Regions from separate parts of the Sus scrofa genome. Here region 1 is linked to region 2. Evidence: chromatin contacts called from public HiChIP or PLAC-seq data. All regions are on one chromosome and are shown on one strand. Each heading gives the region's core, a stretch centred on a gene start, on an enhancer-like site or on the middle of the called end of the contact. The rest is flanking DNA. Distances are from core to core; before and after follow the strand shown. Region 1 has its middle 41 kb from the start of PSMG1. Region 2 has its middle 150 kb from the start of PSMG1.

Evidence for each region. HiChIP or PLAC-seq counts read pairs in DNA pulled down with a chosen protein or histone mark.
Region 1: a contact with region 2 is called in an H3K27ac HiChIP or PLAC-seq map of alveolar macrophages. The contact joins two enhancer-like sites. A contact is called at or near these places in 2 of 47 Hi-C or Micro-C datasets (heart right ventricle and liver) and 1 of 2 datasets of contacts at active chromatin or transcription factors (alveolar macrophages).

The regions. Positions count from the first base shown.
Region 1 is chr13:202,731,415-202,738,664 of Sscrofa11.1, forward strand. No RefSeq gene overlaps it. Among named protein-coding and RNA genes, the nearest start is that of PSMG1, 41 kb to the right of the region's middle. Within about 2 kb of position 3,962, at least 24 of the 83 cell types and tissues checked have an H3K27ac peak or open chromatin away from gene starts, as enhancers often do. A contact at or near this core is called in alveolar macrophages and liver, where this site is marked.
Region 2 is chr13:202,623,612-202,631,503 of Sscrofa11.1, forward strand. No RefSeq gene overlaps it. Among named protein-coding and RNA genes, the nearest start is that of PSMG1, 150 kb to the right of the region's middle. Within about 2 kb of position 4,435, at least 14 of the 83 cell types and tissues checked have an H3K27ac peak or open chromatin away from gene starts, as enhancers often do. A contact at or near this core is called in alveolar macrophages and liver, where this site is marked.

The sequences.
Region 1 (7,250 bases), core at 2,712-5,211, 110 kb after region 2:
CTATTTATAAGCATGACTAGCTGGGAACATCTTGAGAACCTAGTGAAACAGAAATGATGAGGAAACTACTACGATGGAATCATGATGTGAGCTTTGCAGAACACACAACCCTTTGGGTTTGTTTTTTCATCTCAGGCATACTGATTTTTAGACCCCACAGCCCTGAAGAAGGTAGGGTTATCACCTCTCCCCCCCGAAAGAAGCAGTGGGATCAGTTGGAAAGATAGGAGAGTCCCCCACTGTCCCCGAAGCTTCAGGAAGCTCAGACCAGGTGTCCTGGCTCCAAGCCATGGGTTCTTTCCACCCCTAACACACACAAAAGGGACACCAAAGAGGACTTGCCGTTGCAGGGAAAACAAGACTTGTGGTTGCTAAGGGGGAGGGAGGAAGGTGTGGGATGCACCAGGACTTGGGGATTAGTAGATGCAAACGATTCCATTTAGAATTGATGGGCAATGAAGTCCTACTCTACAGAGTTCCTACAGGGAACTCTGGCCTCTCTCTTGGGATAGACCATGATGGGGAAGGATATGAAGAAAAGACTGTACATGTATGCATGACTTGGTCACTTTGCTGTACAGTGGGAAGTGGCACAACATTGAAAATCAACTATACTTTAATTCAGAATTTTTTAAACAAAAAAAGAAAAGACAGTGCTGAACCGGCTGAGAGTAATAAGAAGATAAGGACTGAGAAGAAGTTAATACAGTACGGCTCAAGGAGAAGATCTAAACTAATGCTGGGAGGTTCCCACTGGGGCTCCGTGGTTAACGAACCTGACGAGTATCCATGCAGACATGGGTTCATGGACCCACTTGATCAGCAGGTTAAGGATCTGGTGTTGCTGTGAGCTGTGGTGTAGCTTGCAGATGCGGCTTGGATCCTGTGTTGCTGTGGCTGAGATGTAGCTCTGAATCGACCCCTAGCCTGGGAACCTCCATAGGCCCTAGTGCGGCCCTAAAAAAAAAAAAAAAAAAAAAAAAAAAGACAAAAAAATGTTTAAAAAACCTAATGCTGGAGTTCCCGTCATGGCGCAGTGGTTAACGAATCCGACTAGGAACCATGAGGTTGCCGGTTCGGTCCCTGCCCTTGCTCAGTGGGTTAACGATCCGGCGTTGCCGTGAGCTGTGGTGTAGGTTGCAGACGCGGCTCGGATCCCGAGTTGCTGTGGCTCTGGCGTAGGCCGGTGGCTACAGCTCCGATTCAGCCCCTAGCCTGGGAACCTCCATATGCTGTGGGATCGGCCCAAGAAATAGCAACAACAACAACAACAACAAAAAAAAAAAGTTTAAAAAACCTAATGCTGGATGAGATTTTAAAATTAAAGCCTGGTTAGTACAGTGGACTGCTTATCAGCTGCTTATTTGGGTTTTATAAAGTCGGCCAAGTTTATAATGATCATCCTTTAAAGAGACCCAAAGCCTAGGGCCCGCGGGCAGCACTCTTACTGATGCGGAAATGCCCTGACTCGCCGGCAACTTCTCTGGCCTGTCCTTCCCCGTGGAGCACTTTCCCATGGGCCTGGCTCTCAGAGTCAGCATTCCAACTGGAGAATTCCTCCGCAGGCTCACCTCTCCCTCAACCCGTGAGCCTTCCCACCCCCACCCCCGGGCTGGCACCGCCATACCTGCAGACTTGGGTGAATCCTGGATGATGGCAGCAGTTTGCCCGTCAGAGGGCTCGTTAAGAATGACTCAGTGCCCAGCGGGGGAGCGGCCTCGTGACTCAGCAGGGCCTGGCCCTCCTTGGCGGTCATCAGGCGGGCAGTGCGGGTTCGAGGAGGGCTGACAGGGCTGATCTGGGAGGAGAGAGAAGCTGTTGCTGTGTGGCTCCTGGCACTGGCCATGTCTCTGGGTCCTGCCACCCACCGCCACACACTAGCAGGGCAGGGAAGGAACATGACGGGGGGCGAGGGGGGGTGCACAATGATGCCAAGGGCATCTTATTGTATTTTATTTTCTATTTTTATTTTTAGGGCTGCACCCACGGCACATAGAAGTTCCCAGGCTAGGCGTGGAATCAGAGCTGTAGCCGCCGGCAGACACCACAGACACAGCAACGCCAGATCCCAGCCGTGTCTGCGACCTACACCACAGCTCACGGAAATACCGGATCCTTAACCCACTGAGCAAAGGCCAGGGATCAAATCCTCCTCCTCATAGATCCTAGTCGGGTTGGTAACCTGCCGAGCCACAACTCCCCACCATCCCCCGGTTTAAAGAAGCCACTGAGGGCATCTTTAAAGAAGAGTCACTCTGGAGCAGAGGCACTCAGACCCAAGCCCCTCTCCCAGCTCGGCAGACCCTCCCCCAGAAGCGGTTCACCCCTTGCTTTGATGCCAGCACTGGGTTTGAAGGGCAGGGGAGAGCCTCAGATCCCATATCATCAGTACTATACTCAAAAGTCACACCCCAAGAGGCCACCAGGGGCCACTGGTCCCGCTGGAGGAGGTCTGGGGTGCAAGCCCCACCCCAGCCCTGGCACAGGTCTCACTGTGGATGCAAAGAACCATCTTTGAACACGCTCAGGTATTCCAATTTAAGGAAACAGAGCCAACTCGTTTCTGGCACATGGAGCACACGTGGACATTTCTCCGTGCACCCCAGCCCATCTGCCAAAATTAAAGTCATCAGAGAACTAGAAGACTCGCCCACACGCACAGCCAAAGTGGCGCTGAACATCTAAGAAAGACACGGAGGGTTCAGCCAGCATCCCTCAGTCTCACCGTCAAGAAGAAAGGGAGCTTATTTTCCACCCTAACTGGTAATGATTGCTTTCCCCAAAATTACCCCCCAAAAAGGAACCAGACCTCTCTCACATACACCTGCACATGCACACGCTCAGATCTGTGTTCCAGGAGAGCGCGTCCAGCTGGAGGCAGCCGGGCACCCGCAGCTGGGAGTCTAGACCCAGGCTGGTCGGGGTGGCCCGCGCAGGTCCCAGCACCTGCCCGCCTGGGAAACGACTGAGGCGGGAAAAGGTGAAACTGCAGACTCCAATTTAAGAAATCTGACCTTTTGTCCCTCAAATAATTGGGGAGCAAGATATGACTTTTTTCCTGAGTATATTTATGGTATTTTTCCATTTGAGAAAGCATCCGCCAAGGCAAAAGGAACAATGCTAAGAAGCGCGATTTCCATTTTCAAAGGGAAGGGGAGGCCCTTTTGGAGGGACCACGCCCACATCTGTAAATAGCCAACCTTGGAAGGAACTCGAAGGAAAGCAACGTGTGTGCCTATGTGTGGGGGGAACCTCAGCGGCTAGAGCCTCCCCACCCCTCGTGGCGGCAGGAAACCATCCGCCGGGTGAGGGCTGCAGACCCAGCGGGCGCCCAGGCGGCAAGAGATGCTCCTGGGGTTCCAGGCAAGACCCCCGCGGGCGCACAGACACACACGTTACATACCTTTGTTTCACTGTGTTTATTTCCACTGCAGAAGAGGGACAAGCAGAGGCTGGGGACAGAGTGGAAGGGACGCTTGCTTTACTCTGAGTCTCTTTGTGCCTTTTGAGTTTTGAACTTGAAGTCATTTGCGTACCTGTGTCCTTCGGGGGAACTGTCTCCTAAGAGATTCTGGCACCACTTCCTGACCCAGCAAGAACCCACTCTCCTTCTGGAATACGGGATGCCCTCCCCTTCCCCCCAACCCCAGCACCCCCCACACACACACACACACACAGCACACACAACACAGCATACACACCCTCCCCAACACCCACGGCACACACACACACACACACACACCACACGCACCCCACGCACACACCCTACACACACACAGGAAACACACACACACAGACACGTGTGCGTGCACACCTCCCACAGCATCTCTGAACCCAGGTGCCAGGCAGGGCTCAGCTTGCAAAGCAGGTCAAAGTCGGGTCGGGATGCTGCCTTGGACCCTATAGAAAGGGCCTTGACATCTAAACCTCCGGGATTCAGCGCCATCTAGAGGCTTTCTGCTGCACTGTTTCCCAGCTTGGCGACAGAAAGGCGACCCCAGCTCCTGGCATCGTGAAGGGTGGGGGCCTGAGAAGCCCAAGAAAGGCGCCACGTTGCTGAGGACTCGGGCTGGGGCCGGCCCTGGGGTTTTGTGGTTCCACCCTTCTATGTATTCCACTCCCTCTTCTCACATACACACACACACGCGCGCGCGCGCGCGTATTTAATTTTTTTCCAATTAAGTAAAACATTCGGAAAAATGCCAAAGGTCCTTAGTCATCAAAAAATGTAACCCAGGACTTCCCATTGTGGCTCAGCAGGTTACAAACCCAACTAGTTTCCACGAGGATGCAGGTTCAATCGCTGGCCTCCCTCAGTCAGTTAAAGATCCAGCGTTGCCTTGAGGTTGCAGACGTGGCTTGGATCCTGCGTTGCTGTGGCTGTGGTGTAGGCTGGCAGCTGCAGCTCTGATTCCCCCACTAGCCTGGGTACTTCCATATACCGTGGGTGCAGCCCTAAAAAAAAAGACAAAGAAAAGAAGAAAGAAAGAGAAAGTGCAACCTAAAATCCCACACAGCTGCCCAAATGCCCATGTGAGGAATACCAAGCATTGGTGAGGCTGTGGACCCCTGCAGTGGGCACAAACTGGTTCACGACTGGGAGAAACGGGCGCTCATCTATGGCAGCTGAGCACAGGCAACACTCGGCACCTCAGTCCGACCCCCAGTGTACACCCAACACAAACGTGGGTACACGGACCCGCTGCCCCCCACCCAGGTGGATGAAATAAGGGCCCAGAGGACCTCAGCCCCCTCACCGGGCCGTCTCCCCGTGCGGGAAAGTCCAGGTGCAGTGGTGTCACGGGTGTGGCCGGCCCCTCCATCTGCCCTCTCTCCAACCTCTCTCTAGTAGCAGGTCTCCACCAGGGATGGCTTGGCCCCCAGGGACACTGGGCAATGTCTGGAGACATTCTCCGTTGTCCCCAGGCACACTGGGGAGGAGGTGCCTGCTGGCATCTAGAAGCCCGGGCCAGGAACGCTGGCCAAGGCGCCGTCATCCCCTACCCCCCACCCCCACCCAGAAGGCTCATGGGCCAAAACGTCAATAGATGAGGTTGAAAAATACTGCCTTAAATGCCCAAGTGTGGAGCCTGCCTTTAAAGAAATGGACGTTCTAGGAGTTCCCACTGAGGTGCAGAGGCTTAAGAAGGCAACTGCAGGGGCCTGGGTCATGGCAAAGGCGCAGGTTCTACTCCCCGGCCCGGGGCAGTGGGTTAAAAGGATCCGGCATTGATGCAGCTGTGGCTTGGAGCCAATCCCTGGCCAAAGACTTTCTATATGCCTCGGGTGCAGCCGTGAAAATATTGAAAAATAATGAACGAGAAATGGACGTTCTAGCTCAAGTTTTAGAATAAAAAAAATTCTAAGTCGAATTCAGCAGAACAGTGTTGTAATGTAAATATATCCAGCCTGTATTAAAAAGGACAATGAGTCAGGGAATAAGAGTACATGTTTTCCCGGGGCTTATGTGCAGCTTTTAATACTTCCTTTGTCGGCCACGGGAGCCGCTCTGTTCTCCAGCTAACGCTTTGCTCCTTCTCCTAATGGTCGTTTCGTCTTTGAACTTGTGAGGGCACTCACATCCAAGCCGTTCAAGGAGATGAAAATCCATTTCTGCGTATCCTTTTCTCCCCTGAGGGTAGTATCTCGTTCAACATTCCTTTGGCCTAATTGGGTAATTTGAGTAACTTAATTATTTTTAACTACGAGATTGATGATTAAAAGGTCAACGTAGTCAAAATAAACCAGTCATATGATCTATTATCGCTGACATTAGCCGTGAAAATTGTTCCTATCCATCCTGGATTTATTATGCATTTAACTTAATATTGCATAGAATTTACTAGATGCCATGGGAGGCACAAAAAATTGTAGACGACACAGTCTCTACAGACGAGGAATTCTGGGCATTCGTTTTTTTTTTTTTTTTTTGCCAAATGCTTCCTAGATTGGGGCTCTGTTTGGTGTTTTAGAAACACTGAAGGCTCTTTCAGTAAATTTTATTTGTTTAATTCACGTCATTCAAATACAACCCGACCACGTTTCAAAATTTATTCTGGCTGTTCTGCTTTGGAAGAATTAACTATTATCCTTTGGAAAATCGTTTTATAGAAGAAATCAAAACCCAAGAGCTCAAAACGTCTCAACAGAAACCAACATAAGGAATCAGTATAATCTTCAAAGGCTGGCCTCAGAGTAATTTAAGGAATCGGTGTAGGAGAAAATCCAATCTACTCATTGATAATTTGCTTTAAATTTAAAAAAAAAAAAATGACTCACAAACTAAAATTCCAAACAGCACCAGAAAGAATACCTGAAAAAGTAGGTCTCCTCTTCATCTAATTTCCCAATCTCCCTATCGTCAGATTTTTTTGTGTTTTCTTTCCGAAAGTCCTTATTCATGCAACAAACAAGCATAGATACTTTTATCAACTGGGGGTGTACTATGTACCTATTGTTTTTGCAAGTTGCTTTTTTTCAATCTTTTATGGTAGGAAAATACACATTAAATTTACCATCTTAACCATTTTTTACGTGTCTAGATCAGGGGTGTTGAGTACAGTCACCTGGTTGTGCAGCCAACACCACCGGCCACCTCCAGGACACATTTCCTCTTTCAAAACTGAAACTCTGTCCCCATTCAATGACTTCCGGTGCCTCCCCCGGCAACCACCATTCTGCTTTCAGTCTCTATGAATCTGATGGCTTTACCTACTCCATGCAGGTGGAAACATACTGTGTTTGTCTTTCTTCGGGACTGAGCTGGCTTAGTTCCCTTAGCAAAATGGCATCAAGACTCACCACGGTTATAGCCTGTGTCAGAATCTCCTTCCTTCCCTTTTTTTTTTTTTTTTTTGTCTTTTGTCTTTTGTCTTTTGTTGTTGTTGTTGCTATTTCTTGGGCCGCTCCCGCGGCATATGGAGGTTCCCAGGCTAGGGGTCGAATCGGAGCTGTAGCCACCAGCCTACGCCAGAGCCACAGCAATGCGGGATCCAAGCCACGTCTGCAACCTACACCACAGCTCACGGCAACGCCGGATCCTTAACCCACTGAGCAAGGGCAGGGACCGAACCGGCAACCTCATGGTTCCTAGTCGGATTCGTTAACCACTGCGCCACAACGGGAACTCCTTTTTTTTTGTTTTTTTTGTTTTTGTTTTTGCTTCCTTCCCTTTTAAAGCTGAATAAGATTCCACTCTGTGCCCCAGACTGCATTTTGCTTCTCCATTCACCTGTTGGTGGACTCTTGGG
Region 2 (7,892 bases), core at 3,185-5,684:
GAAGGACTGAAGGCTCAGGTCCAGCCCCTCCGCACCTCCTACCTGACTTCCTCACTACTCTTAAGGGTACGTGAAGAATTAGGACTGTGTCTTTTTCTTTCTTTTCTTTTTTTTTTTTGCTTTTTAGGGCCACACCTGAAGCATATGAAAGTCCCCAGGCTAGGGGTCAAATTGGAACTGCAGCTGCCAGCCACAGCCACGGCCACAGTAATGCCAGAGCCAAGCCGCGTCTGTGATCTACGCCACAGCTCACGGCAACACTGGATCCTTAACCCACCAAGCGAGGCTAGGGATTGAACCCATATCCTCATGGATACTAGTTGGGTTCATTACTGCTGAGCCACAAGGGGAACTCCTAGAACTGTTTCTGTTGTGAAGGAGCAATGTTTCTTAGGTCGTACTATATGGGCTGCCTCATTTTTTTTTTTTAATGGCCACCCTGTAGCACATGGAAGTTCCTGTGCCAGGGATTGCAGCCGCTGCTGGCTAGCTGTGGCTTGGACTCAATCCCTGGCACAGGAACTTCCATATGCTACAGGGTGGCCATTAAAAAAAAAAAATGAGGCAGCCCATACCCACTGTGCCAGGCTGGGGATCGAACCCGTGCCTCTGCAGCTATCTGAGCCACTACAGTTGGACTCTTAACCCACTGCGCCACAGTGGGAAATCCTATGGATTTTGCCTCTTTTCCAGAACAATGTTTCAATTTTTATATTTTCACTTCAGTGATAATATAAATGTAAAAAAGATTCTACTTTCACAAATCCGCAGTTAAAGGGTAGAGTCATAGAATAAGACAAATCCAATGTTTTCCGAATGAGAGAATTCCCGTTTTTTCCTCCATTAAATGGGATCGAAGCATTACTCAGACTCGGAGGGGGCGAAAAATAAGTGTTAGGACAGAATTCATAATCCAGTGGTTTTCAAGATGTGTTTTCCCAACCAGCAGCAACGGCACCCCCTGGGAGCTGGTCAGAAATGCAGACTCACGGGCCGCACCCCAGAGGTGAGGTCTCTAGATCAGAAACTGAAGTCTGGGTTTTAACCAGCCTTCCAGGGGATTCTGCCCCTGGCTGAAGCCTGTGAACCTGCTGAATATTCAAACTGCGATGCTAGAACCTGGAATTCTAGAGGCTCTTGTCACATTTAATTGAATCCGGGCATTTCTGCCTGTATTTTCACCTGCTGACTATTCCACTTGGAACAGGTCCCTTTGGACCAATCACATAACGCACAGCTCCCAACCTTTGCTTCAATAACCCTAATTCATGGCGCTCTCATCATTCACTGAGCCCTGAGTCCTCCCAGCCAACTGAGATTAAAAAAAGAAACCCAAACTATTACTAAATACATTTCACAGATGAGAGGAAAAAAGGAGGGTCCAGAGAGGTTAAGCAACTTGCTCAAAGTCACACAGCAAATCGAGAGAGAGAGTCAGAGCTGGAGCCCACATCACCTGATCCCCACTCCCACTAACTCTTGACGCTCCAGGATGCTTCCTAGGACAGAATAGATAGCTATGCTGCAAGGGACTTCAGAGAACACCAAGTCCAACCTTGAAGGCCCGGGGTAGGGGGGCAAAAGCCAGGGTCCTGGAGCAGAGGCAGGTCAGACCCTGACGTCTGTGACTTCTAAGCTGATGTCCTTCTCCTGAACCGAGATGCATTTTGCACTTAGAAAGGCAATAAATAGGCCCTGGATGGCAGGGAAGGGGAAACCTCTGAGGTCAGGGGTCCATGGGCACCTCCAAAGTTCTCATGGTTCCCCAAAACAGAAGAACTAGAGACCTGGCCTACCGTGAACAAGAGAATTTTTGAATTCCGATTATTAATGAGCCAAATAACTATTGAATCTGAGCTACAGCTGCCAGCCTACACCACAGCCATAGCAACACAGGATCCTTAACCCACTGAGCAAGGTCAGGGATCGAACCTGCAACCTCATGATTCTTAGTCGGATCTGTTAACCACTGAGCCATGGCGGGAACTCTGAAAATAAATAACTATCTTCTTTGGAGAAGAATGTTTTAACAGGAAGATAGTTCATAAGATGTCATCATAGATTGTTCACGCTGTTCTGAGGAGCTCAACACTCTGCTTCGGGTTCTGTCCGGCCCGGATGCTGACCTGATCCAATGAAAACCTCTTTGCTTTTCCTTCCCCGTCACCCTGTCAGTTTTGTTCTCAGAAGCTGCTGCCCCCACCCCCCCCCCATACCCCACCCCTGGCTCTACACATCTTCTGTTCTGCAAAGAGTGAGTTTCCATTTTTTTTCATTCTGGAATGTTCTCACACAATTGGTTCTCACCTCTAGCCCTGGGCTCCAGGACGGGATTTCAAGCTCCAACCATTTTCCCAGCACTGCCTGTTTTTGTTTTTTGAGAATGTACCTACCTCCGCATTCTCTTATTCAATGTCTACCTCTTCATCTTTTTTTTTTTTTTTTTTTTTTTTTTTTTTTTGGCTTTTTCCCCATGCTAGCTAGGGGTCAAATTGGAGCTGCAGCTGCCAGCCACAGCCACAGCCACAGCCATGAAGGATCCAAGCCGCATCTGCGACCCACACCACGGCTCATGGCAACGCCAGATCCTTAACCCACTGAGCAAGGCCAGGGATGGAACCCTCATCCTCATGGATGCTAGTCAGGTTCCTAACCCACTGAGCCACAACAGGAACTCCTCCAGAGCAGATGTTCTGATCAGGATGCCAGATGCTCACCCAGCGGGCTCTGGCAGCCACTGAAGGGAAGAGGGATCCCCTGTGTCCCCCAACAGAGGATTCTCTCTGGGGAGAATGTAAGGGGATCTCATATCGGTTCCAGGGGCTTTCCTGGGAGCTGCTCTATAGACAGACTCCCTGGGCCTCCCCCGCAACCCCTCCCGGCCTTGGGTAGAGGCGGGGCCGCACCCCGTGGTCCACGTGGAAACCCACCTCTCCAGGGAGCTGTCCCTGCCCACTCCCCCAGCCTCGGTTCCAGGCGACGCAAACCATGCCCTTGATAAGATGGACCCCACAGGGCTTAGAACAAATCCACCCGCAGAACTGGCTCACCCGCAGGAAGGGGTACCCACGGCGCGGCTCCCCTGGAGAGGCCCCTCAAAACGTTCTGGGAACACCTGTCCTGGGAACTGCCTTCAGAGCTGGGTTGATGAGCCAGGGCTACTGCAACCACATTGCGTGCGCACACAGACTCACACACACGCTTACAACCGCACACACTCATGTACACGCCATCACCCAAGCTCACTCGCACACACACCGCCATCCTTCCTAGTGGCGCCTCCCCTTCTACCCCATCCCCCTTGGCCTAGAACCTGCCCGCGGAAGACGAGGGCCCTCCGCGCAGGCGCGTGGGGATGGAGGCTGCTTCAAAGGGCTCAGCCATCAGGCGACGGTGTAGCGGGTCCTCCAGCCCCGCATCACCCAGAGCCGTAGCGGGAAGCGGGATGGGCAGTGGGGAGGCGAGCTGGGCAGCTTCGTGGCGCAGGTTAACCTATCAAACGAAAGGATCAGGTGTTGCTTTGAGATCGTGACAGCTGCTCCATCGTCACCTGCCCTGGCCTCGTTTACCAGCCTGGGAGCCAGGATGACCTTCGACCCCAGCCTCGACCCCAGAGTCACACAGTAGATAACCTCGGAGGACAAGAAAGGGCGGGGCTTTTGTGCCATGAGTTGCAGAAAGAGACAAGATGTCACTCCTTTGGAGAGTTTCCCATGCGGCAAAGCGTGTGCGCTCCATTCCTGAGCGTGTTTTAAAACTCAGAGAAGCAAATATTTTTAAATGAAAGAGCCATTATATTAGAGGGCTGGATTTGAAGTTTTGTCATGTATTTCCCTAGTGCAGCTATGGGTTCACACTTTGAAAATATGTTTGGAGTTCCCGCTGTGTCCAGTGGGTTAAGAATCCAACTGTAGTGGCTTGGGTCACTACAGAGGTGCAGGTTTGATCCCCAGCCTGGCGCAGTGGGTAAAGGATTCAGCATGGGTCACAGCTGTGGCTCAGATTTAATCTCTGGCCCGGGAACTTCCACATGCTGCAGACACAGCTAAAAACAAACAAACAAACAAACAAAACCTTTATTTTAATGAAAGGAGAAATATCAGAACTTTTTCTCTGATCTTTCAAGTGGGCGCTGGTTTGCATTGTGTCTCCACAGCAGGGACTGGGGCTCCAATTCCTGCATCTCTTGACACATAGTCACCAGGCAGCCCAGGAAGCCAGTTTCAAGGGGCCAGGGGAGCTGGGTCACCATGCCCAGCTTTCTGTGGAAACCAAACTTCCAATGCAATTACTCATGTCCAGAGATGTGCACTTCCTGTTGCCCATGGATGGATGCCACCAGCCTCCACAGAGATCTTGTGAGCGGTCACCATTGTGCCAACAAAGGAGAAGTGAGCGTTACGCCCAGTGTGGTTTTTGCTTTCCTGGAAAGCTCGCTTCGTATCCCCTTAAGCCTCAGTCATCCCATAACATTAGTAAGCAGTTTTGCTCAGACTGCGTCAGGATTCTGAGCCGCTAGAGTCCGGCAAATGTCATGGAGTGTCTCATTCTCCTGGAAGGAACTGTCCACCTCTCTGAGTTAGGGTGGCCTGATCGGAACCCTTTCCTTTCTCGCTCAGCATCTGGAGGTGTTCTGCTCATTCTCCGACTCTGTCCGTCAGTGAATGACGTAGACTCAGAATCCAGCCACGTCCTGTTTCCTTCCAACATGTATCGTCAGCTGCTTCCTTCTGCAGGGCCCCTGGTCCCTCTCAGGGTGACCGGACCCCATTTTTGGAGACTAACCAGTTTTCTAAACCCACCTTTACTCTCTCATCTGGACTCTCCAGGGCCCTTTTTTTGTGAACACACATACACACACACACACACACACACACGCACACCCTGTTAAGAGGAACTTTTTACCCGCTGGTAGGAGCCTATTGTGTTTTATCGAACCTTCGAGATAACAAAGGTTCCTGGATCTAAATCTTCCTACAGACGTTAGCAAAAGAGCCATCAAATGGGAGTCAGACAACTGAGGTTCCACGTATTGATGCACTGATGCAGCAGCTGGAGGCAATTCACCTCCATTCTTGATTTACAAAAACAAACAAACAGGATACGAATTCCCGGTGTGGCTCAGTGGGTTAAGAACCTGACATAGTGGCCCTGAGGACGCAGGTTCAATCCCTGGCCTCCCTCAGTGGGTTAAGGACCCAGCATTGCCACAAGCTGTGGTGTAGGTCACAGATGTGGCTTGGCTCCCATGTTGCTGTGGCTGTAGTGTAAGCCACAGCTGCAGCTCCGATTTGACCCCTAGCCCAGGAAGTTCCATATGTTGATGGTGGGGCCTTAAAAAGAAAAAAAAAAAAAAAATCCACAGACTAGAGAGTTCCCTGGTGGTCCAGTGGTTAGGACTCAGCACTTTCTCTGCTGAGGCCTGGGTTCAATCCCAGGGCTGGGAATTGAGAACCCACATCCAGCCGCTGCATGCCACAGCCAAAAAAAAACAAAAGAAAATAAAGTAATATAAAATAGAACTTTAAAAAATCAAAAATACAGAAGGGAAAATACCCGTGATCCACCACCTGCATTTTGCTGAAAAGTCCTCCTGTGTTGAGGGTTTGACTGTTTTTCTTTCATGTGCCTAAGGGGAAGCGGCCTTATCATGAGAGAGCTTACCCAATGGAAACTCCACTCCCAGGAGTGTTATGGGGACAAATAATTGCCCACGGAGGGCTGTGGGCTGCAGGGGACAGGAGCTCGGTAAGTATAGTGCAAGCAGCGAGATTGCTAACGCGGCAGCATGATGCCTCTCTAACTACTGGGTGACTTGGGGACCAACATCCAAACAAAGATAATAACAAGGTGAAGGGCAAGGAACACGCGCCCTGGACCTGTTCCTATCACGTCCCCTGTGCGGCTTCTTGATTTCTCACCAGCTGACCTCAGGATGCTCTTGAAAAAGCTTCTCAGCTTTTCCCTGCCTGTCTTCTATCACCTTCCCCTTGGAAGGCAAAATTCTCCGCAGAGGTCATCCAAGACCCACCCTGGAAATTCCTTGAGGACGTTACACTCGGCCAGCTTAAAAATACTCTCCTCCCACAAAGGCGAGTCATCAGGTGAAGTCCTGGGGTTCATGCACCCACTTTGGAGACATTTGTCCAGCAAAGGAGAAGAGAAAACTTTTAGGAGACTTAGCTTTTCTCTTAGCCCACTGTTTCGAGAGATCAGGGAGCTGTGAGGCATTCAACATCTCAGTCGGAGGTATTTTGGTGAAATGAACACACGTTGGCTTGTAATCACAGAGCCCAGACCTGAGAAATGAACTCAGTATTTCAAGATCTGAGTAGGGCCGGCTGAGAATCGCTCAGCTCCAAAACTGCAGAGGCACGTGGTTTGCTTGGAACGAGTTTACCTTGTGCTAGGGAGACAACAGACCCATATTTATCCCGATTGGAGATGTGGCTGCCCTCCACCCACCTACCTGGTCTCCAAAGTGGGTGCGTGAACTCCCAGGACTTCATCCGATGACTCGCCTTTGTGAGAGGAGAGTGTTTTTAAGCTGGATGAGCGTAACATCCTCGAGTTATTTCCAGTGTGGGTCTTGGACGACCTCTGCGGATGGCCTTCTTTACTTTCTCAAGGACTTGAAACCCTCCCAACTTCTTTTCCGAAGTCTGACAATAGATCTAAGGGGTCGGCCCAGCCTTGGACCGAGCCATCATTGGATGCCTGCAGAAATCATCCCTGCAGGAGGCATCCTTCTTCTTCTGTGGTCCATGGGACCAGCCCAAACCTGGATCAGCCAACCGTCTGAATCCCTCAGTGATCTCAGGTTTAAACCTGTCCCCCCCAACCCCAATCCAGACATTGACGCAAAAAGGGTTTAAACAGCCCTTCCCCACACCACACCGCCCTCCCCCCAGCCCCGCCAACTGGGGAAAGCAACGCTAGGAACAATGCAGGTCAAATCGGCAGCTCCACTCCGGGGAGCGGGGTGGGGGCGTGGGGGGGACTCTGGTACTTCTGAGGTTGACCTCAGGCAACCTGCAAGATCCTGAATATTCCGAAAAGCAGGTGGGTGGTGAGAATTTCTGAGGACTGCAGACGATGCTCCTGAGAGCCAGGTGACTACGTGGCCTGGACCTTGCAGGTTGGTGCCCACCGCAAATATTCCGTCTCCTTGGCTTTTGCACAGCTGTCCTCACAGAGCAATAAACCAGGGTCAGACCACGTGTCCTGATTTGAGAGTCAGAAAATAGGGTCATTCCCCCTCCAGAGACAGACTTTAAACCTCTCTACCTAGTGTGACAACGTGTGGCCCATTCACTGTCACTAAATGCTCCTCTTCCTGCCATTTCACAGGGGCGCGGGCAACCTTTGTTTGTCACCTTTGATAGTTTCTGAAGAGTCCAAAGTCATAGCTCGTGGGCCATTAGGAAAATTTGTAGAAAGTCTAAATGAACCAACATACTTTTGGCCTCGAAAGGCTTACGATGAAAATGCTGGTGAATTACCTGTGTGTTCCAGGGGTTTAAAGTCCAGACAGCGAAGGGGAATGGCGGGCGGGCACTTTGCACAGAAGAAAGCCCAGTGGCACTGTGCCTACGCCCTAGGCGTGCCGGAGTGTCACCATTACTGAGGCCCATTTACGACCTGTGCCTCCTGGCTGATGTTTGTCTCTTCAGCCTGGAAGAAAATCACGGGCCTTCAGCAACATCCATCGCCCGCTCAAGCCAGACTGAGACCAGATCGACTCCCAAATAAATTCTTCTCTGTTGTTCTGTGATGTGCTAATTGTCCATAATGAGCAAATTATAATAATGACAGACAAGGTCGCAAAATCTTAAGTAGCAATCCTTTACCCATCAATTGCAAGGCCTTCCCTAAAAGTTAATTAAAGGCCA